Linked DNA regions of Sus scrofa: all the other regions are linked to region 2. Evidence: chromatin contacts called from public HiChIP or PLAC-seq data. All regions are on one chromosome and are shown on one strand. The core of a region is the stretch at or near the end of the contact, and the rest is flanking DNA. Distances in the headings are between cores, read along the strand shown.

Region 1 (4,195 bases), core at 887-3,386, 500 kb after region 2:
AATTTAAATATACAGGTATATTTATATATATATATATATATATATCAGAATAACAGATGCATATAGTTTAAAGAAACTAAATAGCTGGTCTTCTCACTGGCGCACCCCCAAATGTCAGTGTCTAAGGTTCAGGTGCTCGGGTTTTTTGAGAACATGGTGATAACCCTGTGTCTGAGGCAGGGCAGTGGGATAATGTCTGCTTGGCAGTGATCTGGAAACGGGCTGCAGACTGAAAATCTCTGTTCCATTTGTAGGCGGGCACCAAACCCCCCTTGTTGTTTTTGGCCCCCCAGTTCACCTAGTGTTCCTTATTTTACAGTCTCTCTGGTCTTATTTCTTCAGAAACAAAACTCTTCCCTTCTTCTATGGTGTGTGTTTGGGGAGGCTAGGCTTGTCATCCGACTGTGCCGAAAGTGGAAAGGAACCAGGGCAGGGGAGAGCCTAAGTATTCTCTGAAAGGAAATTCAGACAAGTCCCATGCACTTACTTGGAAAAGCAAAAGGAAGAGTCCTCTGCTGTTATTTGGAACCCCAGTGCCTGAGCAGGGACCCAGGGCTGCTGTCTGTGAAGGTGTTGCCGCCGCCGCCGAGGTCTCTGCCAAATACTGGAGGAGATGCGCCTTCTCCTCTCCCTCTGCCTCCTAATCTCCTGCTTGCCAAATCCCCACTGGCAGAATCTTCCCTTTGTTCTCCTGTCCTTCCAATAACTTTATAACAAATGCCTTGTGTTACAGTTTCCGTGTTTAAATATCCTGGAGTGGTTTCCATGTTCCTGAGTGGATACTGACATTCACACCTGGCCCCTTGTCTGTAACCTGTACCAGGGTACTAGTCTTCACAGGACTTGGTGCTCTCAGAAATGATCTTGCTAACTTTTTGCGTATTACCTTTTCCCTCCACTCGAAGGCAAGGATTCAGGGAGCAGGCATCTCCGACTGCCTTATTCACCTCTTTGTCATGAGTTATCTAGACGAAAACCTGCTTCACAGCAGACGTTCAATAAATATGAACACATGAAAATGAGACCTAGACACTTCTCTTGGTTTCCATTAAAAAATATATATATCATTAGAATTCCTTTGGGTCATACAGATGTTACTGACAGTTGGGAGAAATGGGGGAAGTTTACAGCTAAGAGTCAGGATCCACTTTTGCCTTTGGGACACAGCACTATTCCCTCGCTAGTCTCTCCAATCCCCTCACCTCCACTTCCCTGTGGCACGCGCCTACCAGCACCCATCCCTCCAGGCAGAGCAGTCTCCGTCTTCCTTGCTCCTACAACTCAGCTCAGCTCAGGGCTCCCCTTTGTATATCCACACACTTATCAGGGTTCCCCTCACAGAGACGGCTGCTCGGAGCACCCCGCCCTCTCTGCCAGGCGAAGGCAACTGCAGACTGTGTTTGTCTTCCCCCCGTATGAGCTATTCTTCCCTTAGAAGGCAAAACACCTATGATGTGTTCTGGTCTAAAATACCTTTTTTTAAAAAGTAGATATTAGGTAGCTATTAAATTAGGCAGGCATCCTCAGATACAGAGGGCAGGGACGTATTAAGGATCATCTTCCCTCTTCTGAATCAAATGTTACATTTTAAAGCTAATAAAAAAAAATAGACATCTATAGCTCAGCTCCCTGGCTATTGTCTAGCATATGGATGCAAATGAAAGAAGTAAGCGGGTCCATGATGCGCCCTGGGTGCCCACCGCCTTCTGGTTTAACAAAGATAATCTTCCAATTCGAACCACTTCTGAAGTCAGAAAAATAAAACTTAACCAAGTGTGTGAGTAAGTGTGTATGGTGAATCCTGATAGAACAGGTGCAATTCCATACATAATTTGGATGCACATTTGCTGAGTTCACGAACTTGGGGAGTCACCTCCGACAAGGTCAGAGTCACTAGCTCCCTGAGCGCTGAGAACCAATCACAGGGCTGGCCACTGCCAAGAGCAGCTGGGAGGCCTGAGGCATAAGTTGGCAGAGGTGATGGAAAGGGATGGAAGCTAGAAACCGGCTAGAGTATAGGAGAGAAAAATAGAAAAGAAAATAAGGATGTTTGAATCCCATCAGTAATAGCCTCAGGTACATTTTGCTGTCTTAGCTGCGTGAGTCAGCCTGGCCGGAAATAATCTAAAAAAGGCACTGGCGGAGCTGGCTGCAGAGTGCGTATTTTGGGTCCGCTGCCCTGCCCACGCAGGAGCTGGCAACTCTGCAGCTGTGCTTTCTTTCTCAGGAGGCACAGGCTGCTGGCGCCTTCCAGGGTCGAGTTAAAGCCACTCATCTCAGAGGTCTGGGAAAAGGAGCGAAGTCATTACTTTATTTGCATGATCGCCATTTCGCCTCTTCCTCATCGCTTCCTAAAATGAGAGTGGAACATTAACTAGAAAATGTTGTTAATCAAACTAAAGTGTCTTGCTTAGCCAAGGAAACGGGGTAAATGAGCTGCTGCTGTAATCAAGTTCCAGTTCTTATCTAAAGAAAGGAAAGGGCCCCCCGACGAAGTATAGGTTATAAGTGGGGGCAAGTCTCCCCCTAGTGGACAAATGGCATCACGTTGCATTTGGAAAGATTGTGCCTGGTTGGTGTGAAACAAAAACTCATGCAGAAGAACCCGAAAAGAAGCAGGAAAACGGAGTCGAAAATGTGTTATTATGACATGTATTTCAGCCTTTATTTCTAAGGGGTTCTTCTTAGTGGAAAAGCAGAACTGGAGATTTTACTCATCATTCGTGGATTTTCGCCCTTGGGGTGTTGGTTATGATGTCAGCTGAGTGTGACTCCATGTCTCACTGTTAAGGAAGAATAAGCAGATAAAATGCCATTTTCTAGGACTGGTTTTGAAAAGCCTAAGTCACTTCTGAGGAGATACTGTGTTTGGAGACAAACCAGGAAGGTTCATGGTAAAAATGCGTGATTGGAGAAAGAAGATTCTTTTTACTGATAAAGTGAGTGAGGTCCAATGTCTTTACCCCTTGAACTGTGGCATATCTGAATTTCATCAGGCTGACAGTGCCTTATGGGGTATTCTTATATTAGCATCTATTTTAAAAAAGTATCTCTGCATGTACTTACATATTTATTTGTCTTTTTTTAGGGCTACACCTGTGGCATATGGAGGTTCCCAGGCTAGGGGTCGAATCAGAGCTACAGCTGCCAGCCTACACCACAGACACAGTAATGCCAGATGCATGCCACATCTGTGACCCTAGACCACAGCTCACAGCAGCTCCGGATCCTCAACGCACTGAGCAGGGCCAGGGATAGAACCTGCGTCCTCATGGCTGCTAGTCAGGTTCGTTTCCACTGAGCCATGACAGGAACTCCTGTATTAGCATCTTCTGCCAACTCTACCCATGTTTGAAGCTGCAGCCACAGCCCTTTGTTCTTCCAAAAAGACAGCTTGAGACCAAGCTTGACCTTCCTCAGTCTACTCAAGCTATTCTTGGCTTTCAGTAGGAAAACTTGAACTGATCTCAAAAGAGTTTTAAGGATCCTGATATATATATATCTGTATGTACCCATATGTACATGTGCGTATGTACTTGTGTGTGTGTGTGTGTGTGTGTGTCCTTCCAGATAAAAGTTTACATACTGGAAATTCATCAGATTTTTGAAGTACCTGTGACCTAAGAAACAGCATAAAACTACTTAGGAAAAATCTCATTCCACTCCACTGAAAAAATAAGCCACAGCAGCGATGGAGTACCTGCGGTGTGGAGTCAGAATGCCTAAATTCAAATTCAACTGAGATTCTTTAGGAAAGTAATTTAATCTCTCCAAATCTTAGTTTCTTCTTTTGTAAAATGGGAATAATAAGAAGAGTACTTATTGAATTAGTGCAAGGATTAAATGATATAATGTATGCAATGCACTTAGCCACTCAATACATACTAATTGCTCAATAAAGGTTGGCCTTCATTATTATGACAGACTTTAAACATGTGCAGAATGTTAGGCTCATTGAAATCCCACCATGTGCATTATGCATTTTCCAATCATTTTGAAAATTTCTGAATGAAGTAGAAAGATAATTTTTGTCTTCTGCTAAGACATAACACTGATAAGAAAGTGTTAATTTCTTTGAAACAACCTAAGTATGCCTCTATCCAGGATGATGAATTAGATCATAGAATTATATAATTTTAGCAAGTAGAGATCTGAATCATTATCTAATCATATCTCCTTCAAAGATACTATATAG
Region 2 (4,464 bases), core at 594-3,093:
GCACTGGTGGAACTGATCAAACCCTCCTGGGTGTGTCTTAAAAGACAGATGTCCCTCTTTCAGTTCAATTCAATAAACTTTCATAGACAGGCTCCAGGTTAGGCTCTGTGGGATAATATGAAGCTGAGTAGGAAAGATGCTTTGTCCTTCAGAAATTTGAGAATATAGGAGAGGAGGGCTAGAACTAAGTGACTTTCAAGTGCACTACAAAACACAGCATTATAAATCATCATTTGGTCATGTTATTTCCTGCATTCATTCACTCAGTCACTCATTTATCCATTCAGTGTTTGTTTACCCTGGTAAAGTGATACCAGTTGAATCTAACAGGGTAACACTGGATCCATCAGACACACTGTTTCAGAATGTAAACATTCTTTAAAATCACTTTCAATAATTTTTCAAAAACCAGTGTCCAAAAATAGTCGTTCCCTCCTGGGATAAAAGACAGCTGAAAATCCAAATTCACAAAAATACAGAGTACGGAGAATTATTAATTTGCATGGCAAAAACTATTACAAAATAATTCACTGCCTTTAAAAAGTAAGTGAATGCCGGTATTAAGTTACTTAAATCACTGGGCAGAGAAACAAGGGAGAGGACCCATAGCCACGTGAAGCCTCTAGGATTACAGTGGAGATAATCAGAATCATGTGGCTTGATATACAAAATTGGGAACTAAGGACAACTTTTTGGAACAAGCTCATTGGATTTAAAGGTAAGGAACATTTCGGTGATCCACGAGGCTGCAGGGTTTTGTGCAAAAAATGCAGGGATGTGGGGGCGGGGGTGGAAGGTAAATGAAAGTTGCCTGGTTTTCCCAATCTTCCTAGGCTTCCTTCAGTCATGCCTTCTGCTGCTGCATGAAAGAAAATACGTTTTCAACTAAAGGCTTGTATTTAACATCAAATAAAGTTCTACTCTCTTTCAAGCCATAAGGTTATATAGCATTTGAAACTAACAGGACATTCTCATTGCTAATCTTTCCTTCTCAGTCCATTCAATTTTATTACCCTCAGTCTAGGCTGCTACCCCTGGTTTTTGGTTTTAATGTCAGGCACACACTTCTGTCCCGACCTTTATCAGCTCACCCTGATACTCTACTGCCATTTTAAATCGGGTTGCCCCGCTCGTCGGGTTTGTGAAAGCGGAAGCTGCACTAGGCAGCGTTCTAAATTACGAGGCCACACAGGGTGGAGTAACGTGACCCTTTGGCTGGACTTTGGGCAGCTAGCCTTTTAGCAGCAGGGCCACCGAGAACTCCAGAGCGCACACACAGCGCCCCCAAGTGGTCCTTCTCTAGCGCCTCCTCCCGGGTCTAGCCGCCTCCGCAACGAGTTGCTTGGGCCACGCGGGCTTCACCGAGCTCCACTTGCAGCCTTAATCGGGTCCAAAACTTCGACCAGCTGCGCCCGCCCAGAGAGGGCCCTTCTTCTTTCCCCGTCGCTCCCAAAGGGTGGGACCGCCACTCCCGCTGGGCAGTCCGCGTCCTCAAACCTGCAGATTCCTGCGCGGGTTCCAAACCTGGCCGGGGTCGCTGGGCGGCCCGGGGTCGGCCCCCGCCCCCGCCGGAAGTCGGCGCGTGCGCGCTTGCCGGCCGGGAGCGCGCGTCCGGCGCGGAGGGGCAGCAGGGGCGGGGCCGCGGCTGCGGCCGCTCGCGGGGTGTCCCCGCCCCCGCCCCCTGGCGTTCCACGGTCGCCGTGACAACCGGAACGGCGGCAACGGCGGCGGGCGCGCGAGTCCGGCGCCGCCTCCCGGCAGCACCGCCAGGCAGGCAGCCGCCGCCCGGCCTTGCAGTTCTCCCCGCCTCCCCGCCGGCGGGGAGGGACCGGACCGCCCTCCGCCCGCCCGCCGGAGAGTGAGCGGCGCCGGGGCCGCCCCGCCAGCCCGCCGTTCCCCGGCCGCCGTCCGGGCGCGCGCAGCGAGCGGGCGCGACTATGCCAAGATGGTCCTGCAGGCGCGGAACAAGCACCGGGAAGCGGCCCCCAAGCCGCCCCAGCCGCCCCGCGCCTCTCAGTCGCCGCTAAGGGGGACGCCAGATGTCGGCGCCGGGGAACCCGGGCCCGAGCGCGCGCCCCCGTCCCCTCGGCGCAAGGGCGCCGCGGGCAGGAAGGGGCTCCGCGCGGAGCCCGCCGCGCCGGCGGCCGGGGGCGGCCTCGGGGGGCGCTTGGCGGCTCGACTAAGCGGGGCGCTGGGCCTGCGGCGCTCGGGGCGCGGCCGGACCTGGACCACGCTCCTGTTAGGTGAGCAGCCCAGCGCGCGGGCGCCGCCGGGACGCGGAACTTTGAGGCACGGGTCCCCCTCTCCCCCTCCGCTCCTCTCTCCTCCGGCTTCTGTGCCGCCGAGCCCCGCCGGCCGGTTTCCGTCAGTTTGCAGCCCTCTCCGACTTTTCCTGGGACGTCCTTACCTTCTCCTCCCCTCCCCCGCCCTGGCTCAGCCTTCCTCGCTCCCTTCCTACCCGCTCTCAGTGTCGGCTTTAAAAAAAATGGCCCCGAGATCAACAGCTGCCCGGTCTGGCCGCGAACTGGCAGGTCTGCGCTAACGAGACTTGGGCGCTGCTGATTGGCGCGGACCGGCTGCCTTCCCGTTATCTCGGCCCCTGCTCCGGAGGATGGTTTGCGATTACTTGGAGCCCAAAGCAAAAGCAGGTTGCCTGTCCTAGAAAGTTGCTAAACTTATAATTAAATTTTAGCGTGCTTTTTTTCTTCTTGGCTGCAACCACAGCTGGTGGCACTTAGTGATTCCCCTCCGCACATCACTTTCCCGGTTGTGTTGTGTTTTGGGCGCCTGAGCTGGGACACTGCTGACCTGGCGAACGATTGGTTTGGAGGGCTGCCCTCGTCTTTCGGGCCTTGACCAAACGGATGATACGTAGCGATGAGCTGAAAGAAATAAAGTTAAATTGTTCACATGTTGTGGACCGTTTTGAGGTTTCCTTTGTTTCCTGATTGACATTCTGATAAGGCAAGTTATAGCAGTTTGGATAATAGGCCAGATTTTTCTTAAGTCAGCAAGTAAAATGCTGTAACACTACTTTTCCAATATAATGTTGTTAATGGGCTTTGGCTGCTTAATTATTTAACTATTGGTGATTTATCCCTTATTACCCTTTCACATTCCCTTAGTGACCCAAAAGGATTTGGAGTTCAGTGTAGACCAGGGAATAGGACAGAGCAAATAGTCTTCCCCTGAGATCACAGCCATCACTAGAAGCGACTCAATGATAAAAACCACAGTCATCACCGTGTGAGTGCGCGCGCGCATTTGTGCTCTCGCACGCGTGCCCACGAACATTTTAATGGGCTCACAAAGGTTGATATTGCTATTAGGGCACTTTTTTTTTCTTCTATTGTAGATTCAAGCCTACAGAAATTCAGTATTTTCAGTACATCCCTTCTTTTTTTTTTTTGAGTAGCGAGCTTGAAAAACCTTGCCAGTGTGCAGGTTAGAGAAGTTCACCTTGGGGAGGCAGCATGGTACAGAGGATGAGGCAGACGCTCCTGATCCAGTTCACGGTGGTTAAGTTTCGTTTAAGTTTCAAGTTATTTCCTTTGTGAGCCTTGGTGTCTCTGTGACATGGGATTATCACCTGCCCTACTTACTCCAGGGCATGTCCTGAGGACCAGAACTAAAAGGGGTGGGTATTATTTGACTAGACACTTTTGTGTTTAAAACGTTTAACGAATTTTTAGTTGCTGTTATAAAAGGACATGCATAATACTGATCTGGTGACAAGATGAGGTTGCATTTTTCCTGAATGGCTACTATAAACATTAACCAATTTGTTGCAAAACATGGAATGGCATCACTTCTTCAGGGAGGTTAACAATAACAAATCATAGAATAATATCTGTTGCCCTTTTGTACATATTTTCTTTGCTTGTAATTGCGTTTCCTTTAAATCTTCCTATATTGGATGGCTTATATTTGGATCTAGTAATGCTCATACCTTAGTACATTTTGTATGAGCATAAAAGCATGATACTTTACTTGACTCACTCATTTGAGTATTGGAAGGAGTTACAGTGAAGGCGCCGCCCCACATTTTTGAATATACTCTGGATGCTGGCCATCAGGTGGTTGATAATCAGATCATCAGACCAAGGTCTGGAGACGTTCTGTCCTTGCTAACCATTTACATGAGGCCCAGGCGCAAGATGGGTCTGGAGAATGATCAGGCCTGGGATGTTTGGGTCTTTCTCTGGATCTCTCTACCCTCAGATCCAGCAAAAAGGAGCACAATTTAGAAATTTTTGAAAGCTGCCTCATTTCCACTTTTCCTTCCTCCTCCCGAAATGAGTGAGAATTGAGTTGACACGATATGGGTTTTTAATGTTGGATTTTGCTATGACATTGCTTCATTTATGTTTTGGAATAAATTTTACATCTTGAGGCTCCCTGATAGAAGCATAGTTGTGTAAGAGAGACTGACTAGAGGTCCCGAGTTCAGTTCTGTCACCTCCA
Region 3 (4,299 bases), core at 395-2,894, 270 kb after region 2:
GCCTAAAGAAATGAGATAAAAGGTCTGTTCCCAGAATGGAGTCTCACACCAGAGACGTCTGCAAAGAATTGGGGAGGGTCCACTCTGTGTCCCATTGTTTCGGCATGACCCAGCAAACATTTATTTACCAAACATTTGCCTTTCCATCTCTTCATGAATCACCTTCCTCCCTTCTGAAGTCTCAAACCACTGCTCTCAACATCTTCGTTCCTCTGTAGATGAAGATGGCCTTTAAGGTGAGGGCTTGGACCGTTTTGGTGAATTACTCAGTTTTCCTGGGGCTCTCCCATGTATACGTGTTATTAAACTTTTGTTTGATTATCTCCAACCAATCTGTCTCATGTCAATCTAATTCTTAGAACAGACAGAAGAATCCAGAAGAGAAGAGGAAGATTTCTTCCTCTCTGACATCACCGATATCTCCTGCTTCTCCCCGAGGGAGGATTATTTTTCTCTATTCCATTGATATCAGATCTGACTATGAACTTAACTCTGACCAGTGAATTGTGAGCAGAAGGGAAACGTGCCATTTCTGGGCAGAAGCTGCAAGAACCAGCACAGGCTTCCCTATTCTCTTTGTCTGTCTGTCTGCCTGTCTTCTAACTCTGGTTTATGGAAGCCTGTGTTGTGACCAAGACAAATCAGTATCAAGGCTTGAAGACCTTTAATTGGAGGTCCACAGAATTACAATTTTGGAGACACAGACTGGAGTGAAACTGAGTGGTCCAGGGAAGAGAAAGAGGCAGGGGGTTTATAAAGACAAAAAGCCACAAGGTTGTTAAAGTTGCCTAACAACAATTGTGATTGACTCTGATGCAAGTCAGGAAATAACTGGTCCATAGCAATCACAGGTTGTTCTTGGATATGAGTCCAATAAGTAGACAGGCTGTCACAAATTATTTTAGGGTAGTGGTTCCATAAGTGTCTTGAGTTTCTGGCAGATGTTGCAATGCCTTCCTTAGGACAACACGTGGTCAAAAGGTCAGATTCCATCCAGGCTGACACATGCCTGAGTCACACTTTGTCCGTGGCTGCCGGGCTCCAGTGTAGAGAGCTCTCTTAGCAGCAGTGGTTCTCTTGTGATTTTCCTCCCACGGTTGAGATGGAGCTTCCATCAGCCTGAGTCCCCAAGTGACTATAATAAGCAGAGGCCCCTTATTAACCTCTGATAAACATGTGTGGCACCAAGAGAAACTAAACATTATGGTTTTAATTCTCTGACAATACCTGGCTATTTGTTACTACAGCATAACCAAGTTTAACCCGAGTTAGTGAAGAGGTAAATAAAATAATCAATGAAAAAGACTAAGTGCTTGGCAGAGTCAGCATCCAGTCGATTACTTCAAGTTTTATCTTGGGCTAGGGAAAAAAAAATCTCAAAAGGGACTAACTACATTGGAAAGGTAATCAAATTTATTCTTAAGCCAAAACCAAAACAATCTTCGGTTGGCCTGGATTGCTGTGTTGCCAGGGACGATGCTCCATGACCCTAAATGAAAGAAAGGAGACTTGCACTTGGGCGATAACACTATTCTCTTCCTTTCTAGTTAAATTAGAAGTGGTGAATAATGGTTCTTGAGCGAACACTGGTTCAACACCTATATGTGAGTGGAATTCTAAGAGCTCTGGGAAAATTGCTTGTGCGGTGCAGCGCCTGAAACACCGCAGGCCGGGGCGATTCATGGCTGCAGGCCCACAGAGCATTGAGGCGAGGAGACCTCAGGAGCTGGAAGAAGAGGAATTAAGGGGAACCTTCCTCCCTGTGCTGCTGCTTCACCGAAGTCCAGCGATCCCCTAGACCCTGTATAACCTTCACCATCTCACGCCCAGGGAGCTCAGGTGAGGAGGGTGTATATTCATGAAGCAAAGTTCTCTTAAAAATGCAGATAGCCAAAGAAGACACAGCCACCCGAGGGAAGGAATGTGTTTACTCAGAATGGCTTTTATATAAATACTTGGAATCAGTTTATCGAGGGGAAGAGTTTTGAGATGAAGGAAGGACCGTGCAAAAGAGGGAGACTTTTTTTTTTTTTTAAGCAGGGCATTCCCGGTCCAAACTAAGTGCCTGGTAAGGATGAGGAGAGGAGAGGAGGCTGGCAAGGGAGAAGTATAGTTTGGGAGAGGGTGTTCTTGTGAATCATGTCAAGGTTATGCTTGCTGCTGATTTCTCTCCAACCACCTACTTCTATCTGGAGGAGAACTAGCGCTTTCCCTCCAAGAATGGAACGAAAAAAGGGAGAGGTCTCAGAAGTTTCTGCTTTATTACCTTTAGCAGTCGGGGGAGGATAGTGTGGGTGGGTGGCGGGTCTGGGAGGATAAATCTGGGATGGAGAGGCTGTGAGGCTGGTCTTTGAGGAGAAGGGCATTAGCCATCCCTCGGCCCCTCTGTGTTGGGGGGACCCCCCACCCCCGGACATTAGTCACCCTCTTGCTTCCCTCCCCCAAGACCTCACCCCACACATATGCTTTGGCTTCTTGCCTACTTCACCATCCTGCAGGGGCATCGATACTGTCTTGCTGTCATAGCGGAGCTGCCTGGGGCCAGAAAAACTATGTGATGTGACGGGGTAGCCTGATAGAGAATTGGCTTCAGTGGCCGAAGCCCACTTCTCAGTTTTTTCTCTTTTGGTTTTGTTTTTATTAAAGTATAGTTGATTTACAATATTCTGTCAATTTCTGCCATATAGCCAGGAGACCCAATCATACCTATATATACATTCTTTGCTTGGTGGTTTTAAACTGTCAGCAAAGGATGTGATTCCTTGTGCTTTAGGGAGGAGAGTAAAAATCCTCTTATTTAGCCATCATGAACAAATAAGCTGATATTTTCAGTAGTTTTTTGAACTAATGTTTTTAAAAGTGTCTTCAGTATTTTTTCTCCATAAAATTACCTAAGTGAAAAGCACTGTCATTATCTGGAATGTAAAGAATCATTCTAAAAAATTTAAGGCGCTTTGCTCTGGGAAGAGGGGGAAACTTTCTCTTTCTTTGTTACTCGGAAACATACAATCCAGTCTGAATCAATGTTTATAAAACTCTATTCAATCCCTTTGTAATCTAGATAATAGCAGCATGAGAAATATGAGCTGAGCCAGCCCCTGCACCACCCAAATATAGAATAAATGAAATTCTCTTTGACGCTCTGTGGTCTGCTTTCAAGGGCTTGCCTTCAGTATTTGGAACATGTAGTTTTGTGCTTGATATCTGTATCACCTGGGAAAGTGTTCAGTTCCAAAATAAGTCAGCCCACTGAGCAGTGGTTTGACCAAAGAGATTATTATTTTTTTTTTTTCGTATAATAAGGATCTGAAGATAGGTGGCTGTTGTCCTTAACTCATCAAAACTGTGTTGGCTTTTCTTTTGTGGTCACAGGATGGCTGCTGCAGCTCCATTCAAGAAAGCCGTGCGTCTGAATTCAAGGGAGAAAGAAGGGAGGACATAAAATGCCAGCCATGTCTCTCTCCTTCTATCAGAAGAAGAGAAACCTTTATCAGAAGCCTCACAGACTTCCAGTTGACTTTCTCAAACTGTGCTACTTTTTACTCCCCGGAGACTAGGATAATGAGTATTCAGCTGGGAAAGTCAGAAGGGGGTTGAGACTTGGAATCAAGCAGACAGCACTGTTACCTGCAGGAGCCCTTTCAGGACCTGTTCCTGAACGTGGTTTCCTCTTTTCCAGGCTCAGGTAGTACCTCCTCTCACCCATACTGTTAATGTTTTCTAAAATTTGGTCTCATCATCAATATTCCTCATTACCACTAACTATGGTATAGTAAGGATTCATACTAAATGGCTAATGGTTGATGTCTACTTGTAAAGTAAAATAAAGATGACCCTTGGAAAACATTCATAGAGCTGTAGCAGGAATTCTTTGTCAGTGTTCATGCCTAACCCAAGGCTAAAGCCATGATAAGGTTCATTCCCTCTTTAGGACTCTCGGAGGGTCTCATCAAGGTCGGGCATGGCTGCTGGCACTGGAGACACAGGGGTGAAACAAGAATCAGCTCCTATCCTCAGGGAGCAGAGTTTGTGGATACCATGAGATAGATAACACATGCGCAGACATGCAATGGCAAGTAAGTCGAAGACTCTTGAGGAGGTGACATCTGAACAAAGACCTATATCAAGTGTTTTTGGAGGTTCATCCTTCTTGAATTCTGTACTAATCTTCTAAATCTCCATCTCATTCCAGGTCCTCCTGGGGTTCTACCATTACCCCCACTGTGCTGCCGCTTATGACTTTGAAATGAAACATGCTTTGTTGAAAGGTAAGGCTCTATATAATTATTTTTTTAATTA

The links. HiChIP or PLAC-seq counts read pairs in DNA pulled down with a chosen protein or histone mark.
Region 1: an H3K27ac HiChIP or PLAC-seq map of alveolar macrophages shows a contact between it and region 2. The contact joins the enhancer-like site here to the promoter of DPY19L1 in region 2. A contact is called at or near these places in 3 of 5 promoter capture datasets (fetal liver, fetal skeletal muscle and liver), 8 of 47 Hi-C or Micro-C datasets (brain, embryonic fibroblasts, fetal heart ventricle and 3 more) and 1 of 2 datasets of contacts at active chromatin or transcription factors (alveolar macrophages).
Region 3: an H3K27ac HiChIP or PLAC-seq map of alveolar macrophages shows a contact between it and region 2. The contact joins the enhancer-like site here to the promoter of DPY19L1 in region 2. A contact is called at or near these places in 3 of 5 promoter capture datasets (fetal liver and liver), 5 of 47 Hi-C or Micro-C datasets (embryonic fibroblasts, fetal heart ventricle, fetal liver and 2 more) and 1 of 2 datasets of contacts at active chromatin or transcription factors (alveolar macrophages).

What each region holds. Positions count from the first base shown.
Region 1 is chr18:39,302,160-39,306,354 of Sscrofa11.1, forward strand. All of the region lies in intron 3 of LOC110257625 (a long non-coding RNA gene), which reads left to right. Among named protein-coding and RNA genes, the nearest start is that of NPSR1, 91 kb to the left of the region's middle. Within about 2 kb of position 2,137, at least 30 of the 83 cell types and tissues checked have an H3K27ac peak or open chromatin away from gene starts, as enhancers often do. A contact at or near this core is called in alveolar macrophages and liver, where this site is marked.
Region 2 is chr18:38,799,500-38,803,963 of Sscrofa11.1, forward strand. DPY19L1 (probable C-mannosyltransferase DPY19L1) reads left to right here and starts at 1,844. Exons shown (of 47, transcript XM_021079309.1): 1 at 1,844-2,243. The coding sequence starts at 1,946.
Region 3 is chr18:39,069,122-39,073,420 of Sscrofa11.1, forward strand. It overlaps DPY19L1 (probable C-mannosyltransferase DPY19L1), which reads left to right. Exons shown (of 47, transcript XM_021079309.1): 42 at 1-1,839; 43 at 3,373-3,685; 44 at 3,932-4,076; 45 at 4,193-4,268. All of the region lies in intron 5 of NPSR1 (neuropeptide S receptor), which reads right to left. Among named protein-coding and RNA genes, the nearest start is that of NPSR1, 140 kb to the right of the region's middle. Within about 2 kb of position 1,645, at least 12 of the 83 cell types and tissues checked have an H3K27ac peak or open chromatin away from gene starts, as enhancers often do. A contact at or near this core is called in alveolar macrophages and embryonic fibroblasts, where this site is marked.